2 separate regions of the Mus musculus genome follow, and region 2 is linked to region 1. A link is a contact called in public Hi-C data. All regions are on one chromosome and are shown on one strand. The core of a region is the stretch at or near the end of the contact, and the rest is flanking DNA. Distances in the headings are between cores, read along the strand shown.

Region 1 (4,192 bases), core at 1,239-3,738:
AAATATAGAGCTCTAAATACCAAAGTTATTTTGATGTGCAATATTTACAATATATATGTATAAGTTAAGAATTACTCTAAGTAACTGTCAATTAATTGCCTCCAACAGAAAAATATTTCTGGAATCATGTATCTAAAGCAATTGGAAGCTAAAAAAAAAAAAAAAAAAAAAACCGAAAGCAAAAAGAACAGGCAGAGGAGAATCCATTATTGCAAATGTGACTTTCAGTTAAATCTATTTTCTCATAAAGTGGCAAGACAGTATTTACAACCGAAAAGCACGTATTCTGCCCAGCTTGTCTTTCCTTCAGCTTCAGGGCTTCTTTTCCTCCATGAAGGACGCCCTCCTAGCAGGAGTGATCATCGGGAGAGAGTTCATAATACGTGATAGATAAGTCTGGAGCTGGAGGGTCCCGGGGTAGCAGGCTGTGAGTTGGCGCTGGTCGCTGGAGAGAGGGAAGCTGTGTCCTGAAGAGCCAGCTCGGATGGCTCTGTAGACGTGATCCGATCCACAATGCTGGACAAGCAATCCAAGCTGGACACGGAGCTTTTATCTGCAGCACATGCTAACAGCCCAAGGAGAAAAGTGCTTTCAGAAAACCATCCCCACGCAGACAGGCTTGCTTGTGGTGCCCTTTAAACCCGGGGTCAGCACCTTTGACCGCATAGGTCAGGTGATCACAGAGGGACTGATGTAAAACTTTGCAGTAAATATCTAGCAATTCCCCAGGGTAGAGGTGTGGAAGACCCCTGGTAATATTTCAAGCAAAAGTGAGTGTGTGTGTGTGGGGGGGGGGGGGATGCATGCACGTGCATGCGTGTATGCTGGTCTGTCTGTCTGTCTGTCAGGGTAATCTGGAGCACAAAACGGTCCTTAGCCTCCCCCACAACAGCCATCGTTTATATACCTGTTCTAAATACTACTTTGAAGGACAGACTGCCATGACTGAATTACGAGACTGAACAGATCTTTAAAGGTGTCTGAAGTTATCAGTTCTTACCATTTGATACATCAGGACAGTAGATGCTGTCAAAGCTGCTGTTCTTTCGGGACCAGACAGGGCTGTTACATTCAGGCTGTTAACACAAAACGCACAGAAATATATTTTTAAGCCTTGGCCAAAAAGACGCACAGACCTAGGGTGAGATCATACCAGCCCCCTAACTCAGGAAACCGAACGGTCTTAGTTCCCTCCCCGGCAGCACTGATCTAGGAAGGGGCTGATGTCTCCAAATCTCCAGGGCACCAAGGTCAGTCTCGGGGCTGGGAGAAGAGGAAAACAGAAGCAAAGAGAAAACAAGTCAGAGAAACCCCGCAGCAATGCGCCCTGGGTTAACCATGCAAAATGGATTGCGGTAGAAGGAAGCCACACTAATTCGGGGAGAGAATGCTTTCCCAGGGCAAAAACACATTAGAAACCTGCCAACACCACAGCCCTCTGAAAACAGTGTATCAACATTGCCTTCCAGCCTGGCCTCAGAGCAGGAATTGGAATGAAGTTGGGATGCTTTCTAATTAGTTACTGAGCTATATACACTGGGTGGCTGCTCTAAGTAAGAAATAACAGAGAAAATACTTTGTTAGTCACTTAAAGGCAAGCCAAGCTTTTACTGCCATCTCCATGCATCTGCAAACAGCTAGGAAATCAAACTAAAATCCTGTAGGACAGTTTTCGTTTTTGTTTTTTAAATCTTTCTGTGAACACGGCTCTTAAAGCAATGGTCCCACTGGTTTAGAAGAGGTACCAGGACTTTTCACAAAGACTATGGTAAAAGCGAGGCTTACCATGCCGTCAGAGCAGTTGGAGGTGGGGCTGGTGGGCTCAGAGCAGCTCTGTCCCGGCAGGCTGTAATAGTTCTCCACCTGTTCCCTCAGCAGCTCCTGGAGGCTCTCAATGTAGCGGATGGCATTCCTGAGGATCTCCACCTTGGGGAGTCTCTGGTTAGGGTTGGTGGTGGTGCACCTCTTGAGCGTCTCGAAAGCTTGGTTGACCTTCTTCAGGCGTCTACGCTCGCGCATGGTGGCGGCCTTGCGCCGATCCATGGTAGTGGACTTCCTCTTGCAAGCTTTGCAGGCCCACATGAGGCAGTGGCCAGCCTGGTGGTGGCCGGTAGGTGCACGCACGTGCTCCTCATCGTCTGAGCCCTGCAGCTCAGCTTTGTGTGCTCCGAAGGCTGCTACTCTTGGCTCAAACTGGTCCCCAAACTCATCCTCTGGTGAGGGGATACAGGAGCCTTCATAGAAGTACTCAGAAGGGGAGAACTGGCAGCCGTCCGTCATGTCCATCCTTCAGAGAAGCAGGTGGGAATACCTGGATTCAGCAGAGAGGGAGACACGCCAGTCCCTGGCTGCTGCAGGCCAGCAAATCCAGGCGGAGCTCCCGGAGTTTGGGACTGTCTCTCTGTAATTAACAAGGACAGATGCCTGTTGGCCAGGGTCGGTCAGTGGCTGAGGTTGGGGCTCTTTATATATTCCTGGGGGATGGGAAGGGAGGTTGGTCCCTGTAGCTGGGCGTTATTAGCATATCCCACCACAACCCCCCACAGGGGCTGTCTGGGCAAGCCTCTTGTCTTTCTTCTAGAGACACTTTGCAGTTTACTGGTCCCTTTGACGCTAATGATTTTACTGCAGCCTAACCTGCTCGGTGGCCTTCTGGATAAACTAAACCTAGGGATCACTTAAAGGGGTTGGGGTTGGCTTCTTGAAATTGATCACACTTTAACATAATCAGCAGCAGCAGCACGGTAGCAAGACATTAAAGTTCCGTATTTCCGTCTAACACCAAAGGGAACCTAGCTTCTGGATTCTTAACGCACGGATCTCCGGTGCTTGCTTCTCATTTTCATGAACTTTACCAAAAGATTGAGTCAGTTTGTGTACTGGTAACAGTTGGTAAAATAGTGAGGTGGCATTTTCATGGATGGCATGAACCTAGAGAGCTTGGTGTTTCAAAACCTGTTTGACAAAGACCAAAGAAGTAAAGTTCTGATGAGAGAGATGGTCATCTCATGGGGATGACAGTAGCTGAGCTTCCTTTCTGAGGTCTGGCTCTGTCAGAGGGTCACACGTTTCTTCTGCTGCCCTGAAAAGGAAGTGGACCAGGTGACCTTCCCCCGCATCCTTCCCCTCCGAGCTTCCATCCTTCCCAGCACACGTGTCTGTTGCCTCTTCCTCTGCATCAGACCTAGGCTAATACCTGCACTGGGAGATTCCCACGCCTGAGGAGGACGGTCACCGGCAGCGGTCCAGTTTCTCACAGAAAGCTCCCCGTCCAGCTTGGGGTTTCTTTTCTCCAGAGTCTGCTGCTCCGCCCTACCGTGTCTACAGACTAAACAGCCAGCCAAGGCTTCTCGGGGTCGCTAATTTTCTGCTTTTCAGGCCAGCTAACACCGTTACAGATGGGTCCCAGCTGCCAGCTAAGAGAGATCCTGGGCTAGTGTAAAATTTCCAACTCCTCTTAAAAGAGTGGCTTCACACACTTTGGTGACAAAAGCCTTTCAGAAATGCCATTTGCAGACAGGTCTTTGAAACTTTTGTCAACTGAAGACAAAGGGGAAAACTGCCATTCATTCATATATATATATATATATATATATATATATATATATATATATATATATATATTCAGCCTATTCCTCAGCTTTTATGATTTCTTCTCCACTGTTGATCCGCTTTCAGATCACGTGAGAGGGGAGATGTTATTCATATCCAAGAAACACCATTACTTACGGTCAACACAAATTCTCTGAGAGCTTTAAACCTCTTTTTTGTAGCCCCGTTGTAAAAATGGACTGTTCACACTTGGGAGTGTCATCCAATTAAGTAAGTGTTGTGGATTCAAAGTGACCCTTTGTATGTGTGTGTATATGTGTGTGTGTGTGTGTGTGTGTGTGTGTGTGTGTGTGTATGTGTGTGTGTGTATGTGTTACACTGCCTTTTAGTGGTGATGATGATGATGGTGATGACGACGACGATGACTCAGAGTGACTTTTCTAAAGCAGCCAAGTCTGACAGATCTGGTATCTATCGGGGCCAGATACATTATAACTGTCTGTGAAGGCAAGGACTTTAAGGAAGGGACCAGAAGGTGCCAATCACTGCACTTGCTAGCTGTGTCTGTCTCTGTTCCCTCTACCCTGTCCTGTAATCTTGAAGACAGATTTCTTCTGTAAATCAGGTCTGGTGGGTCTCA
Region 2 (4,192 bases), core at 1,085-3,584, 57 kb after region 1:
TCTAAAACACGTCTCCCTCCTACAGTTCTTACTCTCATCTGAATTTATACCTGGTAGAGATTACCAACACAGTAACTGATGTTTGTACCAAGCGCTCTTCACCCATAGTCATTTTACTATTCTCAATTCACCCATAGTCATTTTAATATTCTCAATTCAGTGAGGCGGATACTATCTTTTCACAAATGAAGACACTGAGGTGCAGAGAGATTAGGTAATCTGCCTAAAGTCACTTAGCATGTAAATGCTAAACTGGTAAATACCAACGTATGAAGCATTGTTTGCAATAGTATAAACCAATAAATAACTAAAAGAAAATAGAACATGTGCTAAAAGATTAGTCAACTTTAGGCATCCAATATATATGTTTATTATGATATGATAATTTTGATTAAAAATTTAATAAAGCATTAGGATAAGAATGATTTGTTATTTTTTTAATGTTTGCTTGCTTGTTTGTTTTTACAGAAGAACACTATGGCTTTCCAAAAAAGTCAAGCTAGAATTTTTCTTAATATATGAAAATATATTGGCTAATACAACTATCCATGTACTTGGGCATAAATAATCTGACTATGTTTGATCCTAGGCTGGAAAAATTACACTTTTCCTGGTGCAACATTGAAATCTCTTTCTGTGGAAAAGCTAAGGGCACCTCATGGTTGCCTCGGCTTTGCGAAGTCCAGTCCAGCATTACTTAAGAAGTATAACCAGCTAGCAGCAGAACATCCATTCATCTTCTCACAGTTGTTATTACTCCCTGAGAAACTGGAATTTTATAATCCTGAATTATTTAAGCCAATTGTCTTGTTTGTTTGTTTGTTTGTTTGTTTGTTTGTTTCAGGAGTTCACACACTAAGAAATTTATGGAAAAAAAAGTAGAAATAGACTTCTGGATACAATATAAAATATACTTTGCTTTCACAATGTAAAATAACCAGGTTATCTAGATAAGGTAGATAGGAGCCTCAAAATAGATTGCAGAGCTAAAGTTTATGTCTCTATATAATTTCAATTTTAGTGATATGAAATACTCAAGTAATCAATAAGATATGCCAAAAGAAACATAATAAAATTAACAGGTAAAAATATTTTCAACTTTAAAATAATTGAATCAATGAGGTCTTAGTTTTCCATATTTCCATGTGGGATCAAGCATTTGTTTCATAATAACTTAGAAACAGACGTTATTGAAGGCAGACACTACTTATCTGTATTGTGATGGGATCAGAAGTAGCAGTAATGTTTGCAGTGCCTGCAAAGTTTACACCACGAATGCACACTCACTAGCACTCATTCTATTCAATAGTCAACGTGCTTATATGAAATCATCAAGTGCCTAAACCTAACATGATTGTTTAAATAGGTAAAACTACATTTACAGCACAATCTAAAGCCCGTCCACAAATGCACACTAATGAACCCATCACTCGGGATTTGTACCTCCATCAGAATGGGTGAGCAAGGAACTGGGGCCAGGCTGCCATTCGACAGGGGCCTGAAGACCACCTTCTCCTAACACAGTAGGTGAATACTCTGATCAGGTTGCAGCAAAGGCCACCCAGGGTAACATTACTATCTAAACAATCAACCTGGTAATTGGGTATTGATTATCAAGGCCAGAATCCTTCATGGCCTCGCATGCTTAAAATGGACATGAAATGTGACACAGGAAACTACCGGAGGTCTTGCAATGTTGTGACAACTGCTGGCAACATACCGAAAATTCCTCTTGAAACTTTAGGTTGTTGTTTGTGCAAAGCTCTTCAACATGTTGCAGGAAGGATTTCTTGCTTACCGGCCTCCAAGTAAAGAAAAGCATTAAACAGAACCTCGTTAGCTTGTATTCTTTCTCTTAAGAGAGAGCTTGGGCACCGTCTACACAGTTAACACTTAAGCAACTGTAAAACCCCAGTTTCACAATCCTTTAAAGTCACTCGTCCTGTTTACAAAAGGAGTTCTCTCTCTTTAAGTTCACGTTCTTTACATCCGTGGTACAAAATTCTTTTAATTTTTTTTTCAGTGACTTTAAAGGAAAGATTTAGCGTTTTAATGAACAAAAGTTTTCAAGTAAATGTGAGGGCATAAAGTTATCACTGACTCCTAAAAGCACATGAATACTTCTTTGTCACACTGAAGAATGTTACACATTACAAGGTTTTAGAAGATATAAAATATTGCAGTGACTTCATTCTCATAATGATATGGCTTTTAAGCCCCAAGGAGTTTAAATGTCCCCATATTACTTCCCAAGCTAAAATACAGACATGCAGGCTTCACCCCAGAGAGAGAGAAAGCATTTCTCCAGTTACCATGCAATTAGTCATGCCTTTATGATTTATATCCAGCTTAAAGGCCTTTCCAACAAACATACGGAGAGAGAGCCACACAGTAAGAGGCACAGAGTCAGTGAATCTAAAGTTGATATTCAAAGGAAGGAGAAAAAGTTCACAAACTTACTTGATGGATTTTCTATAACTAAGTAACCTGCAACAGAGACCACGTTAGATGTATGGTGTGTGAGAGTAGATGGCTCCTTGTGAAAGAGTTCTAGATTCAAATCAGAAAATTACAGCAAAATCAACAATGTATAAGTACATTGTGGTTTCAACTAGCATGCACTTGCTAATTTCATTTTTCATTAGTTTGACAATTTTAGCTTCTCTTCCCAGTTAGAAAGGTAACATTACAATTTAAGACACTGCGTTAAAGGCAGGCTACCTCTTAATATATTGCATAGAATAAAGAGTTAATATAGACTTAAGAAACATTTTCTTTATTTATAAAGAATGTAGAATGGGAAATAGAAGTTGTTCAAAATGACATTATATTGCTCGAGCCCTGTTTCATGACTGAGTTGGAGTTAAAATACAGCCATAACAAATTACATTTATTTCAGCTACTTTATGTACATTTTTGTGATATGAACACATTGTGTAATTTACATAATTGACAACGTTATACTCTGAAACATGAAATATTTTAACACATAAATAGATAATGCACCACACACATAGAAATATCATGCACAACAAATTTGCACAGCACAAAATCACAAAAAGGCACAAAAATATAAACAAACAAAATGCACAACAGGGTCTTTACAAGGTTTTACATTTTTGATAATATTACAAGTTATTTATGATAATCCTCAAGTAAAAAATATTTCTTGGAATATGTACTTTTGAAATCATGGATGCATGAAACAAGATAATCAGACGGAAGAACAATCAAGGCATGATGAATGTTTTGAGAATGATCATAAAGATGTATGTCAAATGGAGAACACTTGAACCAACAGTATGTATCTTATGGCAAAAAAAAAAAAAAAAGATTTAATGGCACTTGTGGGGATGAAGAAGCAGGTATTATGAAGCTGGGTACTAGAATTCGAAGTCGGTGGTGGGTGTGTCAAAGAGGAAATAGCCTCCTACTTTCTCAGGGTGTAAGCTGGTAGAGCATCCTAGCGTTATCCTAGCATCAGATGTGGTAGACACCAAGCTACAAACACTGAGCAGAGGCTTGCTGGCTAAACTGAAGAGTTTATCACAAACAGCCTAAAGTGATCTCAAGAAGGCAACAGAGAACTTCTTACCATAACTTCATGGATCCAGAAGTGGCTGAGTGGGTTGTTAAGTCAGAAAAGCTTTGATTGGGGGGATGAGAAACAGAAGATCTGAAAACGTGAGGCACCGGAGGTCAGAGACATTGTAACATATGTAATAGAGACAGGTGGAGTAACCAGTCCTGTTGGAGACGATTGCCCTCACTCAGCAAGGACCAGCAAGAGAAACAGACCATGACAAGCATGCATCAGACCACCTACACCCCTAGATTATGACTGGCAAAACCTTTCATGCTGCCCTGTTTTTTAAAAGATCACGAAAGGAAAATGTGTTAGTCTAGGGAAATCTTGATTACCAACATTTGAGGAATGATTAGCATCTTTGCATTTGAGAAATTCATTTCCATGCTACTGCATGAAAATGAGAATCGTGACGTTAGTGTTGATGATGGATTCTTGACCGGGAAGAGCCAAGATTATTAGGGCTGTACTAGAGAAATTTATTTCTCTTGAAGAATTGAATTCTGAGGTGGATGCTAGTTTTTTAGGAAATCATAAACAAGGCATTTAGGAAGTCAGTGCACGTTTGTGGGATTCCTAAGAGATATGAAATATCAATAATCAGAA

What was found. Hi-C and Micro-C count contacts between places; a contact is called where the count stands out from the background.
Region 2: a contact with region 1 is called in a Hi-C map of muscle stem cells, with 2.6 times the contacts expected there. The contact joins the enhancer-like site here to the promoter of Myf5 in region 1. A contact is called at or near these places in 3 of 484 Hi-C or Micro-C datasets (Sertoli cells, muscle stem cells and nephron progenitors) and 1 of 115 datasets of contacts at active chromatin or transcription factors (embryonic stem cells).

The regions. Positions count from the first base shown.
Region 1 is chr10:107,483,646-107,487,837 of GRCm38.p6, forward strand. It overlaps Myf5 (myogenic factor 5), which reads right to left and starts at 2,489. Exons shown (of 3, transcript NM_008656.5): 1 at 1,786-2,489; 2 at 1,001-1,076; 3 at 1-565. The coding sequence starts at 2,286. The coding sequence ends at 375.
Region 2 is chr10:107,540,932-107,545,123 of GRCm38.p6, forward strand. It overlaps Ptprq (protein tyrosine phosphatase, receptor type, Q), which reads right to left. Exons shown (of 45, transcript NM_001370987.1): 36 at 2,461-2,487; 37 at 1,721-1,802. The region is part of intron 1 of Gm36177 (a long non-coding RNA gene); the gene reads left to right. Among named protein-coding and RNA genes, the nearest start is that of Gm36177, 48 kb to the left of the region's middle. Within about 2 kb of position 2,335, at least 6 of the 459 cell types and tissues checked have an H3K27ac peak or open chromatin away from gene starts, as enhancers often do. A contact at or near this core is called in muscle stem cells, where this site is marked.